Regions from separate parts of the Mus musculus genome. Here regions 1, 2, 3, 4 and 5 are each linked to region 6. The links are chromatin contacts, called in public ChIA-PET, Hi-C, HiChIP or PLAC-seq and promoter capture Hi-C maps. All regions are on one chromosome and are shown on one strand. Each heading gives the region's core, a stretch centred on a gene start, on an enhancer-like site or on the middle of the called end of the contact. The rest is flanking DNA. Distances are from core to core; before and after follow the strand shown. Region 1 holds the start of Vstm5 (V-set and transmembrane domain containing 5). Region 2 holds the start of Panx1 (pannexin 1). Region 3 has its middle 63 kb from the start of Fam76b. Region 4 holds the start of Taf1d (TATA-box binding protein associated factor, RNA polymerase I, D). Region 5 overlaps Panx1 (pannexin 1). Region 6 holds the start of Cwc15 (CWC15 spliceosome-associated protein).

Region 1 (4,601 bases), core at 1,995-4,494, 740 kb before region 6:
ATTGGCAGAGTTTCTGTTGGGGTGGCTGATTAGTGTGTGCATTCACACCCATACTTACTGGGGCTGTTCACCACACCCTTGCCACTCTCTTCCTAATATACCTTTAGTATTATTATTTTACACTACAGGCAGGTTACAGCCAAATCTTTAAGATCTGGCTTGTTTGTTTGTTTGTTTGTTTGTTTTGAGACACGATCTTACTATGTAGTCTTAGTTGGCCTAGAGCTCATAATGGAGACCACGCTGGCCTCCTAAGTGCACCACCATGCCCAGCTCAATTTCTCATTTCCTCTTGGATTTGCTATGAGCAGCCAGGAGTGAGAAAGCCCCTTCTCCAACACTTTGGTTAGAAATCTCCTCAGCTAAATAAGCAGCCGCCCCACTCTCGACTTCTACCTTCCTCAGAACACTGACGCACAAAGGCAGCTCAGCCCGGATCTTCACTACTGCACAGGAATTTCCTCCGCACTGTCCAAGAACACTCCTTATTTCTCTGTAAGACCTCACCTGAACCTCCCTTCCAACCCACGTTTCTAGTATACTGAAAACTTCTCCAGCTCCACCCAGTAACTGGCTCTACAGCGCCATCTACAGCTCTACATGCTCATGACACTAGCTCCGCACTTGGCAGTACAAGTTGTCTAGTGTGGGCTGCAGTTAAGAGTCTATGGACTGGATGACTGAAGTGCGGGGGTTTATTTTCCCCTCTCAGTCTTGGAGGACAGGAAGTGCAAGATCCAACGTATTTAATACAGACCCCCCAATACATCTATAGTCATACTATATTTTAATTTAAAATTATTTTTACATTTACTTATTTACTTGTGTGCATCCTATTTGTGTGTGTGTGCCTGGGTGCATGGACTCTGTGGAGGTCCCTGGATAAACTTACAGGAGCCAGTCCGCTCTCCTCACCTTGTGAGTCCCAGTACCTTTGCCTGCTGAGTGCTCTCACTGGCAAGACATTTATAGTTAAGCGAACACCCTCTTCCTGGCTTATTAAATTGTTCACTGTGTCCCCACCAGCAGAGAAAGAGTTCTGAGTTCTCTTTGATAAGGACACTAGTCTCACCACAGTGGGGACTAACGCCACATCAGAGGTTTCAACCAATGCATCTGGGGGATATATTTAGTCCCTAACACCACCATTGAGAGAGCAAACGCTTCCAAATACAGGAATCTTGTGTTTGGGGACATGTTGTAACACAGGCTTTTTTTTTTTTTTTTTTTTTTTTTTTTTTGAAGGCAGCTTCTTGCTCTCACTTTCTTCCTTCTTTTATATTATTTATGGTTTCTTGTTAACCGTGCTAGGTGCCAAGCACAGGGCCTTGTTCATGCTAGAAAAGAGTTGCCATTGAGTTATACCCCAGCCTTTGGCAGAAGCTGAGGAGGCAGAGGATGCAGGGAGCTGGTGAGGAGAGGAGAGGCCCTCTCCACATTGCTGGGTTGGCCTCCAGCACAGGCCCCCTCCAAGCAGGCTCACACCCACTCGGCATTTGGGAAGAGCTGCTCCTGGTTGGAGAGGGGCAGACTCAGGGCTCATCAGAGCGGACAGTACTGACCTGCCTGGTGACAGCCGGGCAGGAGACAGTCACCAGGTGACACAGACTTTCACCTACTCCTCAGGCTTACATGTCACACTGTCATGGTGGCTCCCATCTAACTGCTAGGACCAGGTAAGTGTGGGTTCCTTTGCAGAGAGTCCTCTGGTTTCCCAAATCTGGGTTCTAAGTGTTCCCAGAAGGCAGCACCTACCTCCTTCAAAGGCCACGTCAAAGGAAAAATTGTTAACCACTGTATCCTACTGTGGCCTGCTTCCTGCAGGGAGAAGTCAGGCTCTGGATATTACCCTCTGAACATCACAGACAGACGGCTGTACCAAGAGCAAGAATGGTGACAAGAAACTTGTACTTGGGAAAACAACGGGAAAGATCACTGTCAAGATTCCTACCTGATGGATTAACAAGGGGCTAAGTCCAGGCCCCCCAGCGGCAGAAGCCACAGCCCAGCCATCTCAGCCCAGTCTTACTGAGTCTTACAAATACAAAGGCTGGTCTCCAAGAAAAGACCTAGAAGCTGTTTGAGCCTTGGCTTCACCGCACGCTAGGTAGGTAGTCACCTTCCCTGAGCAGTGTTGCCTTCCCGTGCCTCAGTTGCAGCACTTGTAGAACACAGAAAAAGAGGCTCTCATTTCATATGGGCTAAATGGTTAGGAAGTTTGTGGATCCCAAGAATCTGTGAACAAAGGCGCTTGATGAAGATCTGCTTTCCCCACCAGCCCTCTTAACTCCAGCCACCCGTCTCTGGCTTCTCTAAACCTCCATGAACTGACCCATAAGATGGTAATGGTAATAATGTTAGTCCTTGAACAAGAAGAGAATTGCACTATAATCTTTCGTGTCTATAGATGATGTTCAATGTGTACCACATTCTGACTCACCATTCTAGTGCTGCCTCACAGGGCACCTTCTCTGGTCTCATGCTCCAGTGAACCCCACGACCTCTTTTCCTGAGCCCCAGGCTACCTGGAAGTCTGCTGCATGTTAAGGGAGATCCATAGGACCCAGGAAACCCAAGGAGGGTCTACCACCAGAGAGTGACAGTGAGCACCCTGGGGTTTGCAGCCTGGTTATTTTCAGAAAGAAAATAAAAATTGCTGCCCAGGAGGCCAGGGCCCGGCAGGGAGCGAGTTATCTCCAGGACGGCTTCCTGCTTTGACAGCAGCAGCCACAGCGGCCCAGAGCACTGAGAGAGCCTTGGCTCGGCCTAGGACTCTCCAGCTGCGCCCCGCCAGCTTAGAGGCGGTGAAATGAGACTAGCCCGCATCACCTTGGCCTCCCGACAGCACCATAGGGGACGTTCCTTCCAGCGATGTTCTTCCCACCCTCCATGTTGCTCCCACCTACGAGGTCTCCCAATCAGGCACTTACTCTGCAGACAGCGGGCAGCAGTCACCCAGAACGCGAGCAGCCCCAGCGGGATGCCTTGGGTCCTCTCCCCGCACCGCAGTGGTCTCATGAGCGAGCCGCGGGCTGTATAGAACCCCGCATGGGCCTCGGGGAGGTGGCCGGTCCAATGCTCGCCCTCAGCAGCGCCCCGCAGCGTAGCGCGCCAGCCTAGCCTCCCAAGCCTTGGCTCTGCTGCTCTGCTTGCAACTCAGCACGTCTCAGCTCCTGCAGCTGCTCCGCCAGAGGCAGATGAGCAGGTTGTACTCTGGTTCAACCAGTTCCCAGGACAGAGGGAAGAAAGGAGGAAGGGAAGAGGGAGGGAGGAGTGAAAGAACGGAGGACTATAAATATGCAAAGATATGGGGTAATGGGAAGGCACGCACTCAGAGGCACTAATGGCAAATAATGAGCAATTTCCTGAGGGTCACACCCACTTTATCAATTCAAGGTTCAGTGCAGGGAGGTGACTGGGGGGAGGGCTAGTGCTAGCTGCTGTTCAAGGGTCCAAAAAGACAATTTGAGGACTTCATGGGCAAGTGGGAGGCTTTTAGGAAAGCCAAGTGACAGCCTGGGGTGTGAGGAGTGAGGGGAAACAGATAGGGTGACTCAGGCTGGCTCTGTGGAGTAGATGCAGTTATGCTCCATCCATCCATCCATCCATCCATCCATCCATCCGTCCGTCCGTCCGTCCGTCCGTCCATCCATCCATCCGTCCGTCCGTCCGTCCATCCGTCCGACTATCCATCCATCCGGCCAGTTACTCAGCCAGCCAGGAAAGGATTCTGAAAGCTGCGTTCTGTCTGGGACCTGGCTCAGGTGGGCGTTCCACCACAGGACAGTGTTGGAATGATGCCTGAGCTACACTTAGAGACACAACCACACTGATTTGCAGAGCCCCTAGAGGTGGCCCTCCTGTAATCTCAGCACTCTGGAATCCTCAGGAGTGACTAGGTACTTTAGGAATCCTAGCAAGGGGTGGGGCCTGCAAACAATGACCAACTGCTATATAGTCTGCTGTTAAATGAAGAACCAGGATGCTGTAAGACTCAAAGCAGCTGGACTCAAAGGGGGATGTGGTGATGTGTAAAGATGTGGAAGTCGGGGAAACTAAAACTGGCCCAAGCTAGTTGTGGCAGTATGGTTTACTTCGTCAGAGCTAGATCTTCTTACTAGGGAATAAGATTCCGAGCAAACAGCAGTGATACTTAAAAGGGAAGTCTACTCGGGAGGGCGGCTCTGGAAAAGATTCTGCTTTCCTGGGGAAAGGATAGAAAGGGCGGTGGCTGCTTGCTGTGTAGCCGTTTCCTTCCAGCTGAGACACTCTTTCCTGAAAGGAGGAGGCAGCTCACAAAGCACAAGCCACTCAAAGGATTCAGGGCACTAGGGCACTTAGAGAACTCTTGGAGTATGCCATTGCCAGGGAGAGGAGACTCTTCCACAGAGCTGCAAGTTGTAGAGGGAGCCCCAGTGATGGGCTGGGCTGGGCTTCTCTGTAATGCAGCCGCTGGAATCACCCATGTTCCTGACCCTTGCTAATGTAACCTTAATACACTCATTGTTCTGAGCTGGAGAGAAGTAGTCTTTCCAGGAAACGCTTCACAGCTCTCCTCCTGCCTCGAAGACATTCCTTCTCCTTAGATCTGGAGCTCTTGA
Region 2 (4,569 bases), core at 788-3,287, 540 kb before region 6:
ACAATCTGAGGGGACCCTATCGAACCATCCTTATTTGGGTGACAGACCGAGGCTTAAGAAACGAACTTAGGCACTGGGCTCATGGCTTTTACCTTCTGTTTTCCTCCCAGGAATGTTGGCTCAAGCCAGAGATTTTTTTTTTTTTTGTCTGATTTTTTTTGAGTAAGGAAAATGGTTCCCTCAGCTCTCATACCCAGCTCTTGTACCCATTTGTTTCTACCATCGGTCGGAGGCTTTCTTTACTTCTCCTGCACACCTTGGAAGCCTCATTGCTTCAGCTCTCCTTCCACGCCCCTCCACACACTGTTGAAGAGCAAGGGCTTTAAAGCCCAACTCTGTACAGCACTTCCCTCTGCCACTCCCTACAAGTTCAGACTATGCTCCGGCCCCACCTTCCATCATTGACCCCACACCAGTGCCAGGCGTCTCTTCTTCCCAGTTCCCAACAGCTTCTCTTTATTCTCTCTTAAGCTCATCAGTCTTTGACTGATGTTTTAATGAACGAACAAAACTGCCAGGGTGGGGGAAGTTTATAAAACTACTGCGAGACCCAACCGAGAGCCTCAGAAGTCCATGTGTGATCACTGAACAGATACGCAACCCACTATCACCGGCCCGGCCCAGAGTGAGCTGGGTGTTAGAGAACTGGGGGCACCAAGAGAGTGCCTGACTCATCCCAACTAGGGGAGGGGTCATGCGAGGCTTCTCAAAGGGGCCATTTCTCCTCTTGGATGAGTTGATCTTGGCAGAAAGAGAAGAGAAACTGCGTGTGTGACTTACTGGTTCCTAGAAAATACTCAGGACAGTTCTGCCTGCCCCAAACAGACTCGTCCCCTCAGGCTGTGAAACCCAGTGTCACCTCAATCCCATGCCACATGCCTTTCGAGGAACAGACAGGAGTGGGAACTGGGTCACTTAAAAACCACTCAAGGTGAAAGAGATTCACTTAGGACCGTCTGAGTAAAATTAATTAAAGCATGCAAGTACCACTTTTATCTCCCAGCACTCCATAGCCATCTGGAGAAAGATTAGGAGGGTCTGGAGGATGCCTTCCTGTAAGCAGTTAGGGATGGGTGGGTAAATTGGGTGCTGGTTGCTGGCTGTGCAGGTGGGGAACGGTCAAGTCTGCCATATTTAGAAAAGAGAAGCACATCAATTCAGAATTGGTTGGCACAGCTGTCAAGAGTGATGGAAACTCTAAAAATGGAGTACCCGGCTTCTACTTTGGGTGCCAGCACCAACAACAATGGTTTGGGAAAGGTAGAAGACAGTAGTTGAGGTCTGAGAAAGGATTGTGTGAAGCATTGTCAGCACAGGACTGCGAAGGTCTCTGATGGTCTTTAGAGGTCCAGTATGTGGGCCTTGGAGTTACCCTACTCAGACCCCGCTGATGTACACAGCCCAGGGAAGGCGTCTATGCTTGGCACATTCACCTTCCAAGGCCGTTTGCCGTAAATGGTTGGAACATTTCTTGGATGCTTCATTGTCTACTGTAGGTGAGGTATTCAGAAGGAGCTCACCAACACCACATACACAGCAGTTGGCGCCTCAGGAACCATGACTACTGCTTTAGACAGGAAGGTAGAGGAAAGGGCAAAGGGCTGGGCATGCCCTCCCCTTACAGAACTCTGGAAAGATGCAGGCCCTCTCTACAATATACTTTCGGTCATCACCGCAAGATTATCTCGACCTTTTTCTGACACCCGTTGTTTTTGAAGGTTTTTTTTTTTGTTGTTGTTGTTGTTGTTGTTTTGTTTTGAACAGAACCCGGATTGCACCCTGGAGTGTGGCGCTGTGGTTGAAGCGCTTGTCTAGCGTGCAGAGTTGCACAAGACATTGGTTCATCTTCAGCATCAACGCTCTCAATGGTGGACAAGGCTTAGAAAGGGGCTAGCTCGTGCTCCGGGGAGGGAGGCTGTCAGCAGAAAGGAGTGCAAAACCACACACACACGGCTCTAGGGTCTTGTGCAGCCGCGCCCACCTCGCCCGCGTCAGCGCGCTTCCGGAAACTGCTCGCCCCTGGGAACCCGGTTTTCCCCGCGTAGGTTCCGGAAGAGCTCGGTTCTGTAGCCGAGCGCGCAGGGCGGGCGCGGGCAGCTGTAGCGAAGAGCTTTGTTCCCGGCACGTTGTTGCCCCTGCGCGCTCGGAGTGGCCGGAGGGAGTCCTGGTGTCGCGCGCGCCGGGCCCGCGGGGGCTTAGCACGGGAGTGATTGCTACCGCCGGAGCTCCGGGGCTCGTGCACCCTGCGTTGCTTGGGGCGGTCCCAGGCAGCTGCAGCTCCCGTGCGGTCCCTGCGGGGTAGGTGCAGCGACAGCCAAGGCGGTACAATGCTGGGCCCGCCCGGGAGCCCGGGAAGGGAAAGCGGAAGCCGCGCGCCCGGTCGGTGACCGCGCGGATTCGGCGTCTCGCCCCGGCTGCCGGCAGCACCGGCGCCTGCCCTCGGCTGCCCGTCCCGCGGCACCCGGTGCGCCTTGACCATGGCCATCGCCCACTTGGCCACGGAGTATGTGTTCTCGGACTTCTTGCTGAAGGAGCCCACCGAGCCCAAGTTCAAGGGGCTGCGACTGGAGCTGGCGGTGGACAAGATGGTCACATGTATTGCCGTGGGTCTACCTCTGCTGCTCATCTCGCTGGCCTTCGCTCAGGAGATCTCCATCGGTGAGGCCAGGGGCGCAGGGGCAGTCTGGGCTAGGCTGGCATTGTCTGAGGTTGGTTGCTGAGAAATTTCACCGCACGCAGCTGGCATTTCCGCACGCCCCTCCTAATGTAGCGATTCTGAAGCATTATTCGTCCATGTGTAACCTGGGTACCTCTGTTGACTTTCCTAGTATCCTCTTTCCAGTTCCTTTGTCTCCTGCGCCTCATTATTGTGGCTTGGAGTTACATTCAGCCTGTTGCTGCGAGACGTGCCAAAAACTGCTCTCCCTACTCCTCTCTCCAGTAATTGTACAGTCACCTATAATTTCCTGAGTGGGTCCAGGGAGGATGTAAAGACAAGCGTTCCACATACAGGGTGCTGTTTCACTGTCTTGCCTTTAAATGATACTTGAGTTCTGTCTTAGGGTTATGTGTGCTGGGGATTAACTGCCCCTGGAGGCAGGAGACGTCCTCAACCTAAGCCTTGCAATGAATGAAAGATGAAGAAATGACCCAATCCCCTTCATATAAGCTCTCATTTCGCCCTAATAGTTTAGTGCAATTCCAAAGGCTAGCGTTGTGGGCAAGATCATGATGCAGAGTGAGTGGTCCTATTTATCCTAACTTTTATAACCTGAGTGAGGGTGTGAATTGCAGCTAAGTAGCATAGCAGGTGGGGCAGGACCTGGAGGAACACCTGTGTCAGGTGTGGGTAGCCCCAGATGAGACTGTTCAAGATTTTGAGATGAGACTTACATGTTCCCCGAAAGGAAGCTCAAAGCGCTGTGTCAGCCAAGAGTAGAGGGCTTCCTCTGGGAAGCTGAGGGTATATGGGCCTGGGTCAGATTACTACAGAAAGCACATGCTCACTCACCTGGGATTGGGAGGCTGTTGACAGACAGGCTGACAGCAGCATTCAGTGAGTCATAGTGAGGGCACATAGCTTCTGGATGTAGGAGGGGCTTCTGGATGTAGGAGGGGCTTCTGGATGTAGGAGGGGCTTCTGGATGTAGGAGGGGCTTCTGGATGTAGGAGGGGCTTCTGGATGTAGGAGGGGCTTCTGGATGTAGGAGGGGCTTCTGGATGTAGGAGGAGGGGAGAGCTGGACCTGCCCTGGGGCATGCAGGTGAGAGGGCTTCTGCATGGATGAGGGGTGAGCGGAGGAAGGAAGATGGGTCCCCTGAGGGATGAGGGAGGGGCTACAGAAAGCTGCTTGGCACCTAGATTCTAACAGACCTTGGAGAGAAGAGGGTATTCCTGCATGAGCAGGCTGGTGGGACCTGGAATTGAGGTAAGCTTGGTTAGGAAAGGCCTGGCGTGTGTAGTCTGTACCATGTATGGCTGAGTTGGTCAGGGTGGCAGAAAGTTGCTGAAGTAATGGTGCAAAGTTAGTTTTCTATGTTCCTGGTTCTTGGGATGAAAGGAAAACCAGGTCCCAATGATAGTTTCTGCCTTCTAGCTGTGGACTGAACCAGATGCCAGGCATCAAGTCCCCAAGAATAAATGTCCCTGTGCTGAAGAAGCAAGTCTTGGACACCTGGTGCAGGCAGAGGGACGACAGGGAAGAGCTGATCACTGTCTGTAAAGTCCCTTGACTGGATGGGCTTCTGAGGCACCTGATGTGCAGGGCCGGATGGATGTGCTGTGTGGAAGGCATCGTGGGGGGAGGCATGAAAAGTGGGTTCAGCCAGCAAGGGTCTGCTTCTGCTGTGTGCAAGCCTTGCTGTGCTCTCTGGGGGATAGGGAGATTTCTGAGGCATGGCCCTCTCTCTACCTGTGAGACTTTACCATCGAGATAGATACTGTCTGCTCACTGGTGACTTCCTGCTGTCTGTGGCTTCAGGATGAGGCAGCTGTGGGAACTATGAGCACCAGACTGGCTGGCTCTTAGGTGAACTCTCAGGCTCAGGCAGATGCCCCTGTCTTCTGAAG
Region 3 (4,168 bases), core at 1,358-3,857, 610 kb after region 6:
CTTAGAGCTCAGCAAACTCTCACCCTACTTCTGTGGTTAGCCCTTCCAAGGCCATGTGATCCAGGTTCATTTTGAGCTCTAAGCCCTGAGCCTACACAGTTCTGACAACTTCTATTTTAAGCCTAGTCTTCAGAGGGAGAGGGGAAAGGGAGAACTTGAGGAAGCTGATGCAGCTTGGTTACTGGGTGGGGAACAGAAGAAGAAAACTCACTGACCCATCCACCAGTGTATCCAGAAGCCAGCTAGCACAGCAGTGAAAGATCAATGATGGAAGGAAAGCGCAATGTGCCTCCCAGGCATGTGTGTTTGAATCCTTGGTCCCCAGCAGGTGGCGCTGTCTTGGAAGGTTGTGGAACCGTTAGGAGGTGGAGCCAGCTGGAGGAGTGCTTCACTGGGCTTGCTCCTGAGGCTTCCTAGCCAGGCTCCGCTTACTGCTCTGCTTCTGCTTCCTGACTGCAGGTGCAATGCGAGCACCCAGCTCATAATCCCTTTCACCACACCATCCTGGCTATGATGGACGGTGTCCCTTTGAACACAAAGCAAAGCAATCTACCCCTTAAAGTAGATTCCTGTTAGTAATTTTCAAGGAGAAGTATAACCAGCACAGTTACCAGGGACTAAACCAATTTTCTGGGACTTATTCTGCCTTTCTTGCTTATTGCTTTGAGCAAAACTGCCTGCTTCCTTTGTGTTGGTAGCCCTTTAGGAACATAGTAACAGCTATTCATATGAGAGATTATGTTACATGCTGGCTGTGACACCCTCACCCCATCCCCAGGGTAAGACAGGACCTTATCTCTAGATTTACATAATTATGTGAAAAATATTCTCCATGAACACAAAAAAAGATAGAGAAGCAGCCCCAAGTTGACAGCAGACTCACAGTGGGAAGACCTTCAAATGCTCGGTTAGAAGCTGTGTATGCTGCCTTCACTGAGACAGCAGCACTGTTGTACTCCAGTAGCTTACATTCTGCTGGTCTGAGCAGGTGAATGCTAGCAACAGGCATTCAAGAGTGTTAGGACACAGGGTTTTCCTGTCTGGACATACCAGTGGTCACAAGCCTGCAGAAGGGTCCTAAGAGGTTGCATTGGGATATACAACTTCAGAGAAGGCACGTGTGACTCAGTCTCACAGCTTCTCCTTTGCTAGCCCCCATGACTGGTGCTTTTGGCTCTAGGCCTCTACTCCACCCCCACGAGGCCACTGCTTCAGACAAGCTAGAAAGGAATTATGATAAGCCATGTGTATCTCATAAATCCAAAACTGGGTGGAGTGATTGGACATCCTAAAATGTAATTAGGAACTTCAGGGTTTTATTTGTTTGTTTGTTTGTTTGTTTGATCATAGCAGTACCAGATGAACTGGGATAGTCAGCACTCATGAAGCAGGGTTGTGTTGGTGAGGAGGTGGAGGGACACTTTAATCAAATAGAGTGGAGCAGAATGCTGTCCCTCCTGAGAAGAGCAGCATAATTCACACGGTATGAGGAGAGAAATAAGGTGTGGTGGTTTGAATGAGAATGTAAGGTCTTCTATTTGAATGCTTAGTTCCTAGCTGTTGGACTGTTTAGGAAGGACTGGGAGGCATGGCCTTGTTGTAGGGAGGCTTTGAAGTTTCAAACCCCTCTCTTTCTGCCAAGTGCTTATGAGCCAAATGTAAGCTCTCAGCTACTGCACCAGTGCTATGCCTGCCTGCCTGCCTGCCTGCCTGCCTGCCTGCCTGCCTGCCACCATGCTTCCCACCGTGATGATCATAGGGACCTCTGAAACCATGAGCAAGCTTTCACGTCAATGCTTTCTTATATACACTGCCTTGGTCATGGTGTCTCTCCACAGCAACCATACCTAAGACAAGGGGGAATCTGCTGGCTGTAAATGACATGTTATCACAGGGCCACATTTTTGCCAGGGTCTCCATAGTAGGCAAGGCGAGGGGGGGTCAGGGTTGTGAATAGAGAAATATCCTCCTTTCTAGAGCATAGCATAGGAATGGGGTGAAGCCTTCAAGTCCACATTGATCAATTTCCCAACCAGAGCTAAGCCCTGAGCCAAGCGCTGGCCCTCTACTGGGCCAGGAAGCAGGTGTGGAGCGTGTTGCCATAGTGACACTAAGCAAACCTGCCCCACTTACGTTGAGCATTCCAAAGGTTCCTCAAATAGAAATAGACTTTTTTTTCACACTTCCTAAGAAGATCTGTTGTTGTTGACTATTTGTTTATATATCACCATAAAGTTTAGTGATCACACGACATGAAGTGCTGTGGAAGGATGAGGAGGCTCCCACACCAGCACAACGTTTTCTCTGAAAGATTACCACCGACCTGACATCCAGGCAGAATATCAATCCATCTATTAATTCCAGCAGTTAAAATGAGTTTTAGTAACATCTTTAGGCAGTTCATTTCCCAGCTTCCCCCAGCTCTGCAGACCTCAACACGTCATGAAGATGCTAAATAGCTCAGAGAAGTAAAATTAGGACGGGAATCAAGATCTAGCCATTCCTGTAGATGGGCTGAAAAGCTTCTCCCTTCAAGCTTCCAGAACAAAGGTGCACTCTGACCTGTCCAATCCCACCGGGCATTGCTGGCTAGAGAGCGCCACCTACTGCTCACCCTCCGCTACTCTCAGTACAAGAGTCCCTTTGTCAGCTCCAAGCATCCTGACCGCCCTACGCCAACTCTAATATTTGTAATTATTGTGCGTCTCAGACTGTGAGATCAAAGAAGAGGAAGAAAAGCAGCCTCCAAACGTGAGAAGGGAGTAAGACAGAAGGCTTTAAATGTCTCTTTGCTCCAGACACCTGCTCCTGAGGATGCTTGGGGACTGAATTCAAGGGCAGATGCAGCTGGCAAGTTTCATTACCCCTGACCGCATAGAGAAGCGATAAAGGGCAATCGGAAGAAAAAAAGAGAAAGCTTGGGTGACAGAGCAAAAGGAAAGAGACTCTGGACACAGCAGCTAAGAAAGAGATAAACTGAGCTCTACTTTACCGTCACCCCTCCCTCCTAATTAACAAGTTTTAGCCACCTAGATGGGAGTCCACATTTGAGTCTGTCCGATATTGTCAGTGTACCTCTCCTGGGGTTTTTAGGTTTAGCCCGGGACACTGTGGTTCGCTGCAGGGCCCACATCTGCGGGCTGTTGCATGTGGCTGTTTCTACTGTGTTTCTGTGTGTTGCTGTTGGGTTTGCTTGCACTGGCTAGGGTTCCTTTCAGAAAGGTCTGGCACACTTTCCTGCTCTCCAGACTTGAGCCACATCTTTCAGAGTCAACAAACATATCAGGACTTAGACAAGAATAAGATCCTTCTCACCTGAAAACGAACGAACAGACAAATACACCTAGACAGTGACATCTGGTCCCCAGAAGGGATCCATGGAAGGACATGAAGGTAACACTTATTGAAGATCTAGGGAAGGGAGCCATCACAGGCTTAGATCATCAATATTCCTAATAAAGATGGCGTTGGGGGAAGCTGATGCATTAACAAGGGCAAATAGGAAGTAATGAGCAGGATGTGAAGCTGCGACCCCCAGAGCTGTACATCTTTCCCTGTACCAGAGCTCTGGGGCTCTGCCAAGTCGCACCCTTCATGGCAAATGTGCCCACTTGTAGAAGCTGGAAGAACCACCAAGGCAGCACGAAGGGATTTGCTTTTAATAGGTTTATCTCCTTGAATTCCACACAGGAAATGTCCTCCTGTACCTACTGTGAACACTATGAAAGCCTTATGAGAGACCATTTGGAGACCACTCCACAAAGCCCATGAGACCATCTGGAAGCAGATAGTCATCATATCTTTTCGTACACAAAGCATACCAAGACAGCAGAATCCTGAGGAGTTCTAAATAACCAGTTCTTGCAGGGGGAAAGTCCTGGCGTGTAGTGTTTGTTTTCTGTGGTGTAAGTTCTCCCATTGTGCCAACTTTAAGCCATCACCTGAACACGGAATTGGGAAATCCTCGTGTCCATCAGTGCCTCTGGACTACATGAACTCAGCACAGCACAGCACGGCACGGTGCCATCTGTGTGAGTACCATGGGACTCAGCCCATGCACATCCAGGAGTAGAGCATGAAGAGCATTGTGGGACTGGTGGAGTGAGATTAAGAATGTGGGCCCTGGGTTGGGTTTTATGTTACAGATTTCAGTCCTGAATTAGATCAT
Region 4 (4,011 bases), core at 792-3,291, 810 kb before region 6:
AAGACAGTTGGTTAAAATGTTCAGTTTTAACTTTCAAAAGCACCACTTAATCACTAAAGCTTCCACTATCTACCTACTAAACAAAAATGGGCCAATAAAACCAGAACTAGCCCCCCAAATGTAGTTTTCTTGGAAAAAATAAACTATGTTCCATTCCTACATGTTCAGGTTGGTAGAATTATACAGTTTTAATCAAACTGTCAAGCTAATATAAATGCTAATTGAGGTTCTCTCTATCTATTTTAAGTACAAGCATTACAAATAACTTGCTGGAGTGCAGGGTGTGGTAACATGCCTTTAATCCCAACTCTTGAGAGGTAGATGGGCAGGATTACCTGGGTGAGGGCAGCCATGGCTCTATCTACTGAGATGTCTCAAAAATAAATTGAACATTTGGACTGAATCTCTAGTTTACCCACAAAAGCTACCTTACCTTTGGTCTCCAGTATCTCCAGCTCTATCCGATGCCACACAGACAGAATTCACTTCTGATTGAGCCATCACTTTTCGCGGCCTTTCCCAATTTTCTGCAATCACAGATTTCAATGATGTACCAGCAGTCTAAGTTCAGCATACTCCTTCCCACTGTGTGAATTTCTGTAAAATCCCTATGGATAGTACATTTTATATCTACTTTAAAGCCTCTGAGTGGGCTTGTTTCCAGTATCCACATCGGGTTGCTCACAATCTCCTGTTAACTCCAGCTCCCTGTTAGTGATCTTTTGTCTTCCAGAGTACCCTCACACATATGGCATAGTTTTCTTTAAATATGTGAGTGAAAACAAGAAGCCACATTCCAATGCAGTTTGTTTTCTCACTAAATCTACCCCCAAAACCCGACATGGCTTTAACCACCACCTAGCCTCACAGTAGCATTTCTAATTCCAATCTGGGCTGCGAACTCGACACTGAAACAGAGTTCGGGTAGTTGGGATATGGCGATAGTGGCTCAAAAATCACTACTGATCAAATGGTCACAGGCCTGTAATCCTAACAACGTGTAAAAGAACCTTTAGATTATGGCTGAGACGATAGCCTAGCAGTTAAGTATACTGTCAATGGCCGGGCGTGGTGGCGCACGCCTTTAATCCCAGCACTCGGGAGGCAGAGGCAGGATTTCTGAGTTCGAGGCCAGCCTGGTCTAAAAAGTGAGTTCCTGGACAGCCAGGGCTATAAAGAGAAACCCTGTCTCGAAACCTCCCCCCCCAAAAAAGAAATGAATAGAATACTGTCAATGGACTAAGATGAGACTCCCAGAACTCACATGCCAGCCTAAAAATAGCTGTAAGCAGTCCTAAGAGATTCGATGTCCTCTTCTGGGCTCTGTGAGCACTGCGTGCACGTGGTGTAGAAATATTAGGCAGGCAAAACGGCCATATGTACTAAAGGAGAAAAGACTACAGTTTTCCTAGGCTACACAAAATCCTAGAACTAAAAATAATCACAACTTTCGAGGATAAGAAAAACAGGGTGACTACGACCTTAGATTGCAAAATGCCCGCTACATGAATTGCTTTTTTAAATTAACCCACCAAAACTGAAATTTAAGGTTGACCCGGTCGCCCCAACGATATGCCTGTGAGTAAATCAAAGATAATTCCTAGGAATCACTCCCACCTGTACGCTACTTTACAGTTCCGAGACTACAAGCTTTGGAGGCCACGTGGTGAGCTGCGTCGACTATGCGCCGTGGGCCCGCTGCAAGACCCTTTCGGAACGTAACCTAAGAGATGTGCGCAGGCAGCACGCGACCCCTTACACGGCACTAAAAACGCCCTCCAGGCCCAGAACACCTCGGCCTCTCCCAACAGCGACCCGGAGCCTCGTGCGGCCTGCGGATGGCGGGATTCCGGCCCGCTGCTCTGGCCCTACAAGAGCGCCGTTTCCGCGCGGACCGCAGCCCAAAGAACCCCGCCCTGCGGCCCCGTCGCCCGCAGCAGACCTGAGCGGCCACAGTGAACAACCGCTTACCTCTTCCGCCGCGTCGAAAAGAGCGCTCCCGGCGCCCAGCAGCCGGACTAGGACAAGGACGAAATCTCGCGTGAGTACACGTTGGTGGGCGTGGCTGTGCGTGTGGTGGGCGGGCCTCCGGGAGGGGCGGTACCCCGGCTCTCCCTTGGCCTAGAGCTATCAGAAAAGACTGGCAGGAGACTAAACCTGTGTTCGAACCTGAGTGGAAAGAAGGCCTTCCTGCAAGTGGGAGGACACTGCGGGCCAGGTGAGCGTCGATTTGTTGTGGTGACTGAGCCCGCAGTGTGCCAAGCTCTCTGTCAGACTAAGGGTGGCATGTGTTATGGATTTCTGTACTGTCCCTGTGTCCTCACTTGCCTCCTACTTTTTTTTTTTTTTTTTTTTGGTTTTCGAGACAGGGCTTCTCTGTGTAGCCCTGGCTGTCCTGGAAGGCACTTTGTAGACCCGGCTGGCCTCGAACTCAGAAATCCACCTGCCTCTGCCTCCCGAGTGCTGGGATTAAAGGCGTGCGCCACCACGCCCGGCACCTTCTACTTTTTGACCCCTGCACACACTGTCCAACAGTCTGTGGAATCCTGCAGCATTGACTCTGGCTTTGCACCCATGCAGGTCCACTAGGACTAAGTTGTAAGGGAACATTACAAACACCTTATTGAGTGCGTGACAAGATCTGTGGTGAGAGGGCAGATATTACTATCCCTTGAGTTCTCATAGACAAACACATTTCAAATGTAAAGTTGTTGGCCTAGAGATATAACTGGATTATAGAGAGCTTGCCTAGTGTACATGGCACCACGGAGAAAAAAAAATAAAAACAAAAAAAGCAAACAAAGACCTGTGTGTGTGGTTAGATCAGTATGAATATAGGGTCCTATGTGACTGAATGAACTATTTGCAAAGCTGTAAAGCCAGCCTTGTGCTTGAACCCTACTAGTCTAGTATATCGTAAAAGTGTGGTATATCATAAGTACCTAATAATTAGCAATATATTGTGTGCAATATATTTGGAAGAGAGAAGTCCCCTCTAGGTGGAAGATGGGCACTTCTCCTGGTGCTGCAGGATTATTCTGAAGTCTTCCTGGTGTCAGCCAAAGGGGCCATTTCTTCACTGCTGATTCAGCTTAGGGTGGGGTGCATTCTGGATTTACAGACCTGCCTTTGAGTTTGTTGTTGTTGCTGCTGTTGTTTGACACATGTCTCTTTATGTAGCCCTGACGATCCTGGAACTTGATTTGTAAACCAGGCTGGCTTTAACCTCACAGAGAACCTCTTGCCTTTACAGCCCTCTGCCTCCAGTGCTGGAGCTAAACATGTGCACCACCATGCCTGGCTTGAACCTGCTTTTGAATCCTGTTTCTGCCATGTAACAACTGAATGATCTTGAATAAATTTTGTTTCCTTTTCTGTACAGTAAGAAGTACAATATGTCTGTCATGGATTTGAGAATTTTGAGGGACTTTAAAGGGCCTGACAATTTCTGAATACAGGATGGCCTTAATCATGACACTCAGCATGATTGTCACCGTTAGCCTGTTGCTTTCCGTGTCGTTTCTCCCCCTGCACGTTTCTCTACCCTGTGTCTGAGCCATTGGCTCCCACCACTTACATCAGGAAAGTAAATATCTGCCTTCATCTGGCTGGAAGCTGTGCTGGAGCAGCTCTGACTATCGATGGAAACCATTCCCTTTGGCTCCTAATTCCAACTCCAACCTCTGCACACACGTGTTCTCCCCTGCCGTCATCTACACAAACGTACATTTCTAAACCAGTTATTCGGTCTGGAGAGTCCCATGGTTAGACTTTGTCTCTATTTTGGTAGGAATATAAAACAAACTGATTTTCTTTTAAGAAAGTAGAAAGTATAAAATTAGGGATATTGCTGGGCGGTGGTAGCACATGCCTTTAATCCCAGTACTCTGTGAGTTCGAGGCCAGCCTGGTCTACAGAATGAGTTCTACAGGACAGACAGGACTAGACAGAAAAATCTTGTCTCCAAAAGGGGGGTGTTACTCTAATTTGAATTCCTATTATTCCTATTAT
Region 5 (4,143 bases), core at 710-3,209, 520 kb before region 6:
TTGTAAATCTCGGTCTGTGCTGCTGTAGTTTTAAGTCCATGTTAAATTGTCATTGTGGAAATGCCAAGTTGTGGCCAGTCTGAGTTGGCATTGGCTGAGCCTCAGATTGTAGCAGGGATTGCTTAAGGTAAGGGTTGGCAGGGACCTGAGCTGCCACAAGACCACTGGAGCAAGAGAAACCCTCAGTTGTTTTTGTTTTTTTTTTCCAGATGTTGGGGTCATAGAGTAGTCTGGGGCTGCACAAACAGAACCCAGGTCTGCAAGTCAAGGGGACCTGCTGGGATGAGCGTCTGAGGCTCTTTCTGGAGCTGAGCTCATTTGCTATGGCGGTTCTGAGTATCCCAGCTCTTACCAGGCTCTAGGACTGGGGACAGAAAGTGAAGAAACCTGCCTGGTCAACCCTCAGGCTTAGCTGGGAGTAAGGGGCTCCCTCCCTCCCTCCCTCCCTCCCTCCCTCCCTCCCTCCCTCCCTCCCAGAGGTTAGAGTACTGGTCTGAGTCATTTCAGGGACTAGAGTACTGGTCTGAGTCATTTCAGAGCCTGGACAATGAGACTACTTGGACATTGACGATGTCTCTAAGTTACATGTTTGCCAGAGTGAAGCTGAGTCCCCCCCTTGGAGGAAAGGGACATCGTCTAGAGCATCACCCGTGTGCTTTCTTTGGCTCTTTATGCAGGGTGTTTGGCATTTATACACATATGACATACCACAAATGAGGAAAATCCAGAGAAAACTCACAACAGAAACATGTCCGTAGGAGGTCTTGATCAGACCCATCACTACTACCAGTGGGCTCGAGGAACTGAGATACATGGAGGTTGTCTCAGGGAGCTGGAGGAATCAGGTTTCCTAGCTGCAGACAGCGACATGGAGTTCCTTTTAGCTGATGTTGATCGAGGGCCCTCATGCTCTGCTTGGCAGCAGTGGGCCACAGAATGCGTCTCAGATTCTCAGATTCTCCCTGGTGGTGAACTGAATTAGAAAGAGAGACAGAAAAGATAAAGCATGGTTTTCCCAGAAACCCAGGGACAGAGCCGTGAGTTCTCCTGTCCCTCAGCTGTTCTCCGAGTGGAGCCCAACTCACTGGATCTGTTATTCCTCAGTGCTCCCGCTGCAGGGCTTTAGTGAAGCGACAGCCAGGTGGTTGTGGGTGAAGAGTGAGTGTATAGAAGTAGTGATTGGTAAAACAGAAACAAAAAACCTGGCTCTGTTCTTCTCAGAAAATGTGCCTTCCTTACACACAGCTGGGTGGACAGGAGGGAAGGGTGTGACCAGGAAGACTGTGTCCCGTGAGTCACGAGAACGAGGTGGCTGAGAGGCTGGAGACCACATGGAGATGCTGAGCTAACAACCCAGCAGGACTGCCTAGGGCAGCACTTCTCAACCTGTGGGGGAGTCGCATAGCAGATATTTACATTATGATTCATAACAGTAGCCACATAACAGTTATGCAGTAGGAACAAAATAATTTTATGGTTGGAGGTCACCATGGCATGAGGAACTGTAAAACTGGTCGCAGCATCAGGAAGGTTGAGAACCACTGGCCTTGGGAGTGTGGGGTGAGGCACTTCCCGGAGATGCTTCGTCCTGTTGGGAAGCAGGGTGGCCACGGCACAGTGGAATGGAAGCAGGGTTATGGAGAGTAGGATCTGTGACTGCCAAACAGGCATATGGCAAATGCTGGACCAGTGGGAGCCGCTGCGTGGGCCTGGCAGTATGCTTGGTTCTAAGAGTCTGTCCTCAGAGCCAAGTCGTGGTGGTGGTTAGTGGTGAGAGGAGAGGCAGGGGAAGCCTCGCCAGTTACAGAGGTGGGTTCTGGTCGGCAGGAGGGGAGCAGGGAGAGCCTAGTGTGTCAGAGAGGAGAGGCGTGGAGACCACCAGTCAGGCTCAGGGAAGGCTCTGGTCAGGACAGAAGCGGAAGGATGTGGGCGCTTCTGAGAAGGGAACGTGCCGACAGCACACAGGGCTTGATACCACACAGCCAATCACAAGGTGACACCAAGAGATCTTGAAAGCCACACAGTCACTGTTAAAGCTACCCCAGGAAGACAGGCACTGTGTTTATGCTTATGTGTTGTGGTAGCAGCTGACCAACCACTGGGGTAGCATGCCAGGTGTCTGGGGCGCTGACATAAGCCACTTCTCCTATAAATTAAATTTGTCCAAGTATTTTATCACAGCAACAGAAATGAAACTAAACTAGACATGGAATTGCAGGTCTGAGTAGAAATCCCCACAATGGCACACTGGTGTGCAGGCTCACACTGTCTGAGGAACAGCAGTCTAGTCTGGTGGCGCCCACTCGGGGCACCTGTCAGGGTGATGTGTGGAAGCTGTGAGACCGAGGGTGTAGAAGGGATGGTGTCTCTTTAGTTCCTTTCTGTCCCTGTGATAAGATACTGAGGAAAAGCAACATGGAGAGGAAAGGGTTCATGTGGTTCATGTGCAGGTCGTAATCCACCACTGAAGGAAATGAGGGCAGAGACCAGGAACATTGCTTGCTGGCTCACACTCAGGCTCACACTCTGGCTCACACTCTGGCTTGCACTCAGGCCCACACTCTGGCTCACACTCTGGCTTGCACTCAGGCCCACACTCTGGCTCACACTCAGGCTCACACTCAGGCCCACACTCTGGCTCACACTCAGGCTCGCACTCAGGCTTGCACTTAGGCTCACACTCAGGCTCTCACTCAGGCTCACACTCAGGCCCACACTCAGGCTCGCACTCAGGCTTGCACTTAGGCTCACACTCAGGCTCTCACTCAGACTCGCACTCTGGCTCGCACTCATGCTCGCACTCAGGCTCTCACTCTGGCTCGCACTTAGGCTCTCACTGAGGCTCGCACTCGGGCTCGCACTCAGGCTCACATTCTGGCTCACACTCTGGTTCACACTCAGGCTCATACTTACCTAGCTTTCTTACACAGCTCAGCACCAGCTGCCCAGGGAGTGGTGCTGCCTGCAATAGGCTACTTCCTCCTATCAGTTAGTAATAGTGACAGCCCCTGCCCCTGAGACACACCTCCAGGCCACTCTAAGTGAATTCATCCGAGGCTCCCCACCAGGTGACTATAGGCTGTGTCAAGCTGACAGTCAAAGCTACTGAGGACAGACTCTGGGGAGCAGTGGCACTGAGAGGCAGGAGTAAAGGGCAGATTATCCTGTACATATAAGCTTGTCAGTACAGTAGGGTGAGCCAGATGCTTCCAGGGCTATTCTGGGGCAGAGACCAAGATGAAGGACATGGGTGTGGTGGCAGGGGTTGAATTTTGTCACCCAAGATTATGTTGCCATCTTAACCCTGTATACTGAGAGTATGACTTGAGTTGAACAGTTTGTTAGAGATTCAGTCGTGAGTTATGAGGACCAACCCTGGAGCTGATGGTGTCCTCTTACGAGGAGAAAAATTGCACATAGACACACGTCAAGGGGAGAGAATGTGGGGACACTTGTGGGGGAGGTGGCCTCCCCAGGGCCTTCGGAGGGAGTTCTGTAGGACTGGCCTACAGAACAGTCAGAGAAAAGACTCATTGTCCACGGCCTTGCAGTGTGTGGGATTTGATTGTGAGAGTCCCGGAAATGAGCAGGGCTTACAGTCAAGATGGCTCACTGTTTAAGAGCAGGCTCTGGTCTGCAGAGGACCTTGGTCTCTGAGGCTCTTAGTTTTAGCATCCACCCCTGCCTGTACCTCCTGTTCCAGGGGATCCGACCCCCACACATACCTAATACACACACTCTCACACACATAGACATAATTAAAAATTAGGTAAATCTAAAATATATACTTTTCCAAGATTGTTCCCTAACTAGAGAAGTAGCCCATGCCAACTGGACATAAAGCTGTGGCTTTGGAGTTGGGCACAAATCAGTAATCATAGCTGCTATATTCCCACACGGAATGTTTTTCAGTTTTTTGCCTTGTAAAAATAAAATATAGAAATATGTTTAATCTAAAACTTAAAAAAACAGTAAACATATGTTATAGTGGTACAATTTACATGTTAAATAACAATGCAATAGGATGATCTTATATAGCTTTAAATAGAAGAAATGGGAGAATTTTCAGATTACAAAACCCCTTTCCTCAGAACAGTCTTTTTAAGTCACTTTTTTGAGTGACTAATCGTGCTTAATTCCTGT
Region 6 (3,985 bases), core at 93-2,592:
TTGCAGGTTCAAAAGTTGGCCTGGCTGCTGTTGTCATCTTTTAGTCTTCGGCAAAAGTGAATTTAAGTTATACTTTCATTTTACAGATAACTCAAAAATATCTATTCTTAAATCCTTCTCAAACTCCCCAAAATTGCTTAGTTTGCTTCAACACAAGTTCCTAAAAATCCGAATTATGAAACTCAGGGTGTTTACTAGGCAACTCTTATTCAGTATAAATAACTACTATGAAGATCTGAGTTAGTGCTTCTGTTCTGGCTGGGTAGCCCTGGGCAAGTCTTCTAGCTCGTTTCTGTCATTTGTGGAATGCCGACATTTCTATAGTATTATGAGATTCCCATACATGATGTCAGATCTTGCACAACAGTGTAGTGTAGCTTTTAAAATAAATGACTTAAAAAAATGTTATCCCACTAGCACTAGCTTCTCTGAGATTTTATTTTATTCTTTTTTAAAAAAAATTTATTCTTTTTTTTTTTTTTTTTTAATTATAGGATCTCACAATGTAACTGTCCGGCCAAGATTTGCTGTTCTACCAGAAACCTCACACTACAGCAAAGAACCCAATAAAAAACAAATTTCTTTTAAAGTCACAGTCAAACTTATTATGTTAAAATTTGTTTAAAGTCCCCAGTGACATTTACATGGGCAACCATTACCCCAGAATCTTGTTGACTCAATTTTCTTCTAAAGCAGTTACCACAACATTTATCAAGGCTGTAACTTCCGCGATGCTCAGAAAATCGGAACTCCACCCAACCAAGTATCAAGAACCCATCCTGAACTGGGTATGATGGGGGTACTCCTGTGATTCCAGAGCTTGGGAGGTGAAAGCAAAAGAATCGGGAGTTCGAAGCTAGCCTAGGCTACAAGAGAACCTTTGCCATTTTTAGCTGTCAAATAAGAATTGCAGCCTAACTGCAGGGCTACTAAATCTCCGTTAGCTTAAGCAGCTGCTCACACAGATCGTGTGTGAAGTGGGAGTTTCTCCCCATCCCACCCTCCTTTGCTTTTCTCAGTGTCTGAGGCGCTGCACCGGTGACCGCCCCGGGCTCGGCTTCAGCTCCGGACCACCATCCCTGCACCGCGGCCTGTACGATCGTCACGGGCTGCGGCGGCGACTCGGCTCCCCGGTGCCACCCACACAAGAACCACAAACCACCATGCCCGGCTGCTCACTCTGGCGGGGGTCCTACGCAGCACCTTCCGAAACTCACTCATGAACCAATGCGACCCTTAGCTCCCAGAAATCTCGGCGCCGGGGGCGCCAGGCCCAAGACCGGAAACAAAATGCAGAGCTTCCAGTTTTTACACCAGGGGCTCGGTTGAGACCCGGAAGCAAAACCTTCGCACTTCCAATGGCTGTGGAGAAGATGCGAACTCCACACCCGGAAGCAATTCCGGAGTTGTGTGTGTGTTTTTTTTTTTTTTTTTTTTAAACCGTCTCTCACAGGCTGACGCAGTGACCAATCAGCAAAGACACGGGAAAAAGATGGAATGACGTTGCCTAGGGGCGGAGCCAAGGCAGCTTAGGGGGCGGGCGTTTGAAACCGGTGCTTCATAGTCGACCCCAAATATCATCTTTTTTCCTTTGCGAACCAATTACTTAATCTCTCTTGCGTCTTTTCCTTTCCCGACCCCCTCCCAGACTCGTTCGCTGCGGTTCTGCGAGGACGGAGGCGCCAGGAGCCGGTCCGCGTCTCGCAAGAGAGATGTGAGGAGAGCTTGCCAACTGACCGACCCAACGGCTCCTGCTCCTCAGTAGACCCCGCAGCCTAGGGACTAGAGTTGTCACTTAAGTGGATATGAAGAAGGCGCAAATAAGTACGGGGGCAGCCACGAGCTTTCCAAAGGTACCATTCCTGCGAAACCACTAGCCTTGAAGGCAAGGGTTATAGTCGCATTGCTTGTTAAGATATATAAATATATAGATATATAGCTATATGCATTAAGCGTTGTAGCGTGAGGGGAGATGCTTGTGAGCGTTTACGATAGTGACAATTTATGGAGCAGTGGGCCTAACTGCCAGGAGGAGCACGAGATGGGATTAAGATGGCTTCGCCAACGTTGTCTTGTGCCCCATCATTGAGATCTTGGGGACGGCCGATGCTCGGTAAAGAGGATTCTGTTCTCCAGTTTATCTCAAGTGGAAGGGTCTCCTAAAATTGAACATTTCCGTTCTTTTCTGTCCTTCCTTTGGAACTTTTAAATGAAGAAAGAGAATTAGAAAAGAACCCACTCCCTCCCGAATGTGCCCGCTCCCCAAGTAGAAGGTGAAAGCTTCATATTTTTGCCCTGAGCCTCACACAAAGGACACCGCTTTCACATTAGTGACTCAAACCCAAAGATGGAGACCCTCTTCCTTCCCTCGTCACATCCTGTTCACCTGCCACTCTTGTCCAGTATTGTGAAAATTACCCTGAAGTTCCTTTGCTTGTCACCACACTCCTTCAGGCCACTGTCATTTCCTCTTGATTTGTAATTGCTTTCATAGGGACTTTCCTAGTTTTGCACAAACAGAGTGATTTTTTCAGATTACCAGGTAGTGGTTTTGACACTTAGGATAAAACAGCCTCTTGCTTTTACTTACACAGTCTGCCTCCTGCCTGCCTTTAGTCACAGGCACACCACACTCAAGATACACTCAACTGGACATTTCTGTTTCTTTCAACAAGGCAGGATTCCATTGTTTCATTTGAGTTTTGAGCCAAGCTCTTACAGTGCAGCCCAGGCTGGCTTTCAACTTAAGTTCAGGCATGCATTCATCTGTTTTTAAAGACTTGGGACTGTGTTCTTCACCTCTGCCTCCAAGACACCTGTAACTCGGTTCTTCAGGGCATAGCTTAGTGCTGCTTCCTCTGTGAGGTTTCCCCTGACATCTCTACTGGTCCCCACTTCCTCCCTTGCAAAAGTGTCTTTATGGCACCCAGTTCTATATTTCCATAATGCTGAACTCTAGTTGGGTTTACTCTTTGTTTATATTACCTCATGCACTTTTTTTCTTTGTGGTCAGAGGCAAAGTATTGAGACTAAGTATCTATTTTCTATGAGGCTCTCTTGGTTCTAACCCCAGTTCTGCCCTCCTTAGCTATGCACAGTTGGGCAAATTATCTTTCCTCTCCTATCTTCCATCCCTTGTGCAAAAAGTAAGGGTGATTTATTTTTATTGTTACCATGGTAATTACATCACTTTGTAAAGTGCTTAGAACTATCTCAGCAAGTGACTTTGTTGAGTCAGATTTGGCTGTTACTAATACTATTACGGTCTGACTAACCTTAGAACCTAAATTCCAGTAAAGCAGGAACCCTGCCTCTCTTCACTAGTGGCCTCTACATATAGAGCAGTACACCATACATGACAGAGCTTGAGTAAATACTAGTTAAGTGAATGACTAACATGTTATAAATACAGGAATGAAATTGCAGTGGCAAGATGGTGACAGGAAATGCTTACTTTTTATATTCCAGCTGACTTTATCAACTCAATAAGTCACCACAGTCCATTTGACTTTGAATTATTAATTAATTAACACTTGATGATGCCATTACAGTTTAGCATTAAAAAGTTAGTTCACAAAAGTAAAAGCATTTGATTAAAATAGTCTGGAAGTGTTAATGAGACAGGCAAAACAAAACAAACAAATAAAAAAACCCCTAACTTTTAAGTACCTGTAAATAATAAAATGATACCATAAAGCTTTTGACTTAAACAGTGAAAGCACTTAAGACAAAGAAATGAAGTTGGGGAGATGTCTGTATTAGCTAAGGTTCGCAGAGGAACAGAGCTGACAGTGAATAAAGAGTAGACTGGATTTACTGGATTGGTGTACATGGTACAGTACAGATGTTGACTCTGGAATGATTGAGAACTCAGAAGCCACACAGTCCACAAGACTACATGTCTCCGCAGTTTAAGACTGTCCCATTCTGGTGCCTGGAGGATTCATTCCTTGAGAGCCACTGGTCTTCATTCCACATTGGAAGT

Evidence for each region. Promoter capture Hi-C pulls out the DNA fragments that hold promoters and counts their contacts. A called contact is a pair of places that touch in the nucleus more often than the background predicts. ChIA-PET counts read pairs in DNA pulled down with a chosen protein or histone mark. HiChIP or PLAC-seq counts read pairs in DNA pulled down with a chosen protein or histone mark.
Region 1: an H3K4me3 HiChIP or PLAC-seq map of bone marrow-derived macrophages shows a contact between it and region 6, with 5 times the contacts expected there. The contact joins the promoter of Vstm5 here to the promoter of Cwc15 in region 6. A contact is called at or near these places in 2 of 39 promoter capture datasets (hippocampal neurons and liver), 2 of 115 datasets of contacts at active chromatin or transcription factors (bone marrow-derived macrophages and embryonic stem cells) and 1 of 9 other capture datasets (adipose tissue).
Region 2: a promoter capture Hi-C map of pre-B cells shows a contact between it and region 6, with 2.9 times the contacts expected there. The contact joins the promoter of Panx1 here to the promoter of Cwc15 in region 6. A contact is called at or near these places in 1 of 39 promoter capture datasets (pre-B cells), 1 of 115 datasets of contacts at active chromatin or transcription factors (effector CD8 T cells) and 2 of 9 other capture datasets (adipose tissue and liver).
Region 3: a Hi-C map of regulatory T cells shows a contact between it and region 6, with 1.7 times the contacts expected there. The contact joins the enhancer-like site here to the promoter of Cwc15 in region 6. A contact is called at or near these places in 19 of 39 promoter capture datasets (the 3T3-L1 cell line, 3T3-L1-derived adipocytes, the C10 cell line and 12 more), 2 of 15 datasets of contacts at CTCF or cohesin (large pre-B cells and pro-B cells), 47 of 484 Hi-C or Micro-C datasets (3T3-L1-derived adipocytes, the AML12 cell line, the C2C12 cell line and 31 more), 24 of 115 datasets of contacts at active chromatin or transcription factors (the 230-238 cell line, the NIH/3T3 cell line, the SCID.adh cell line and 19 more) and 6 of 9 other capture datasets (adipose tissue, embryonic stem cells, embryonic tail and 3 more).
Region 4: an RNA polymerase II ChIA-PET map of memory CD8 T cells shows a contact between it and region 6, with 47 read pairs. The contact joins the promoter of Taf1d here to the promoter of Cwc15 in region 6. A contact is called at or near these places in 6 of 39 promoter capture datasets (the C10 cell line, cranial neural crest, hippocampal neurons and 2 more), 3 of 484 Hi-C or Micro-C datasets (B cells, CD4 T cells and CD8 T cells), 5 of 115 datasets of contacts at active chromatin or transcription factors (astrocytes, effector CD8 T cells, memory CD8 T cells and 2 more) and 4 of 9 other capture datasets (adipose tissue, liver, macrophages and 1 more).
Region 5: a contact with region 6 is called in an RNA polymerase II ChIA-PET map of memory CD8 T cells, with 184 read pairs. The contact joins the enhancer-like site here to the promoter of Cwc15 in region 6. A contact is called at or near these places in 3 of 39 promoter capture datasets (the 3T3-L1 cell line, hippocampal neurons and stem cell-derived epiblast-like cells), 32 of 484 Hi-C or Micro-C datasets (the C2C12 cell line, CD4 T cells, CD8 T cells and 22 more), 4 of 115 datasets of contacts at active chromatin or transcription factors (bone marrow-derived dendritic cells, effector CD8 T cells, large pre-B cells and 1 more) and 3 of 9 other capture datasets (adipose tissue, embryonic stem cells and liver).

The regions. Positions count from the first base shown.
Region 1 is chr9:15,237,688-15,242,288 of GRCm38.p6, reverse strand. Vstm5 (V-set and transmembrane domain containing 5) reads right to left here and starts at 3,244. Exons shown (of 4, transcript NM_026955.2): 1 at 2,931-3,244. The coding sequence starts at 3,018. Gm51702 (a long non-coding RNA gene) reads left to right here. Exons shown (of 3, transcript XR_003948285.1): 3 at 1-1,206.
Region 2 is chr9:15,042,946-15,047,514 of GRCm38.p6, reverse strand. Panx1 (pannexin 1) reads left to right here and starts at 2,037. Exons shown (of 5, transcript NM_019482.2): 1 at 2,037-2,658. The coding sequence starts at 2,478.
Region 3 is chr9:13,888,275-13,892,442 of GRCm38.p6, reverse strand. No RefSeq gene overlaps it. Among named protein-coding and RNA genes, the nearest start is that of Fam76b, 63 kb to the right of the region's middle. Within about 2 kb of position 2,607, at least 26 of the 459 cell types and tissues checked have an H3K27ac peak or open chromatin away from gene starts, as enhancers often do. A contact at or near this core is called in the SCID.adh cell line, regulatory T cells and stem cell-derived neural stem cells, where this site is marked.
Region 4 is chr9:15,304,244-15,308,254 of GRCm38.p6, reverse strand. Taf1d (TATA-box binding protein associated factor, RNA polymerase I, D) reads right to left here and starts at 2,041. Exons shown (of 7, transcript NM_029248.2): 1 at 1,972-2,041; 2 at 434-527. The coding sequence starts at 501. 4931406C07Rik (RIKEN cDNA 4931406C07 gene) reads left to right here and starts at 2,088. Exons shown (of 9, transcript NM_001199485.1): 1 at 2,088-2,218.
Region 5 is chr9:15,016,132-15,020,274 of GRCm38.p6, reverse strand. All of the region lies in intron 2 of Panx1 (pannexin 1), which reads left to right. Among named protein-coding and RNA genes, the nearest start is that of Panx1, 27 kb to the left of the region's middle. Within about 2 kb of position 1,959, at least 138 of the 459 cell types and tissues checked have an H3K27ac peak or open chromatin away from gene starts, as enhancers often do. A contact at or near this core is called in the C2C12 cell line, CD8 T cells, Th1 cells and 10 more, where this site is marked.
Region 6 is chr9:14,497,976-14,501,960 of GRCm38.p6, reverse strand. It overlaps Cwc15 (CWC15 spliceosome-associated protein), which reads right to left and starts at 1,342. Exons shown (of 7, transcript NM_023153.3): 1 at 1,180-1,342; 2 at 1-45. The coding sequence starts at 37. It overlaps Kdm4d (lysine (K)-specific demethylase 4D), which reads left to right and starts at 1,479. Exons shown (of 2, transcript NM_173433.2): 1 at 1,479-1,853.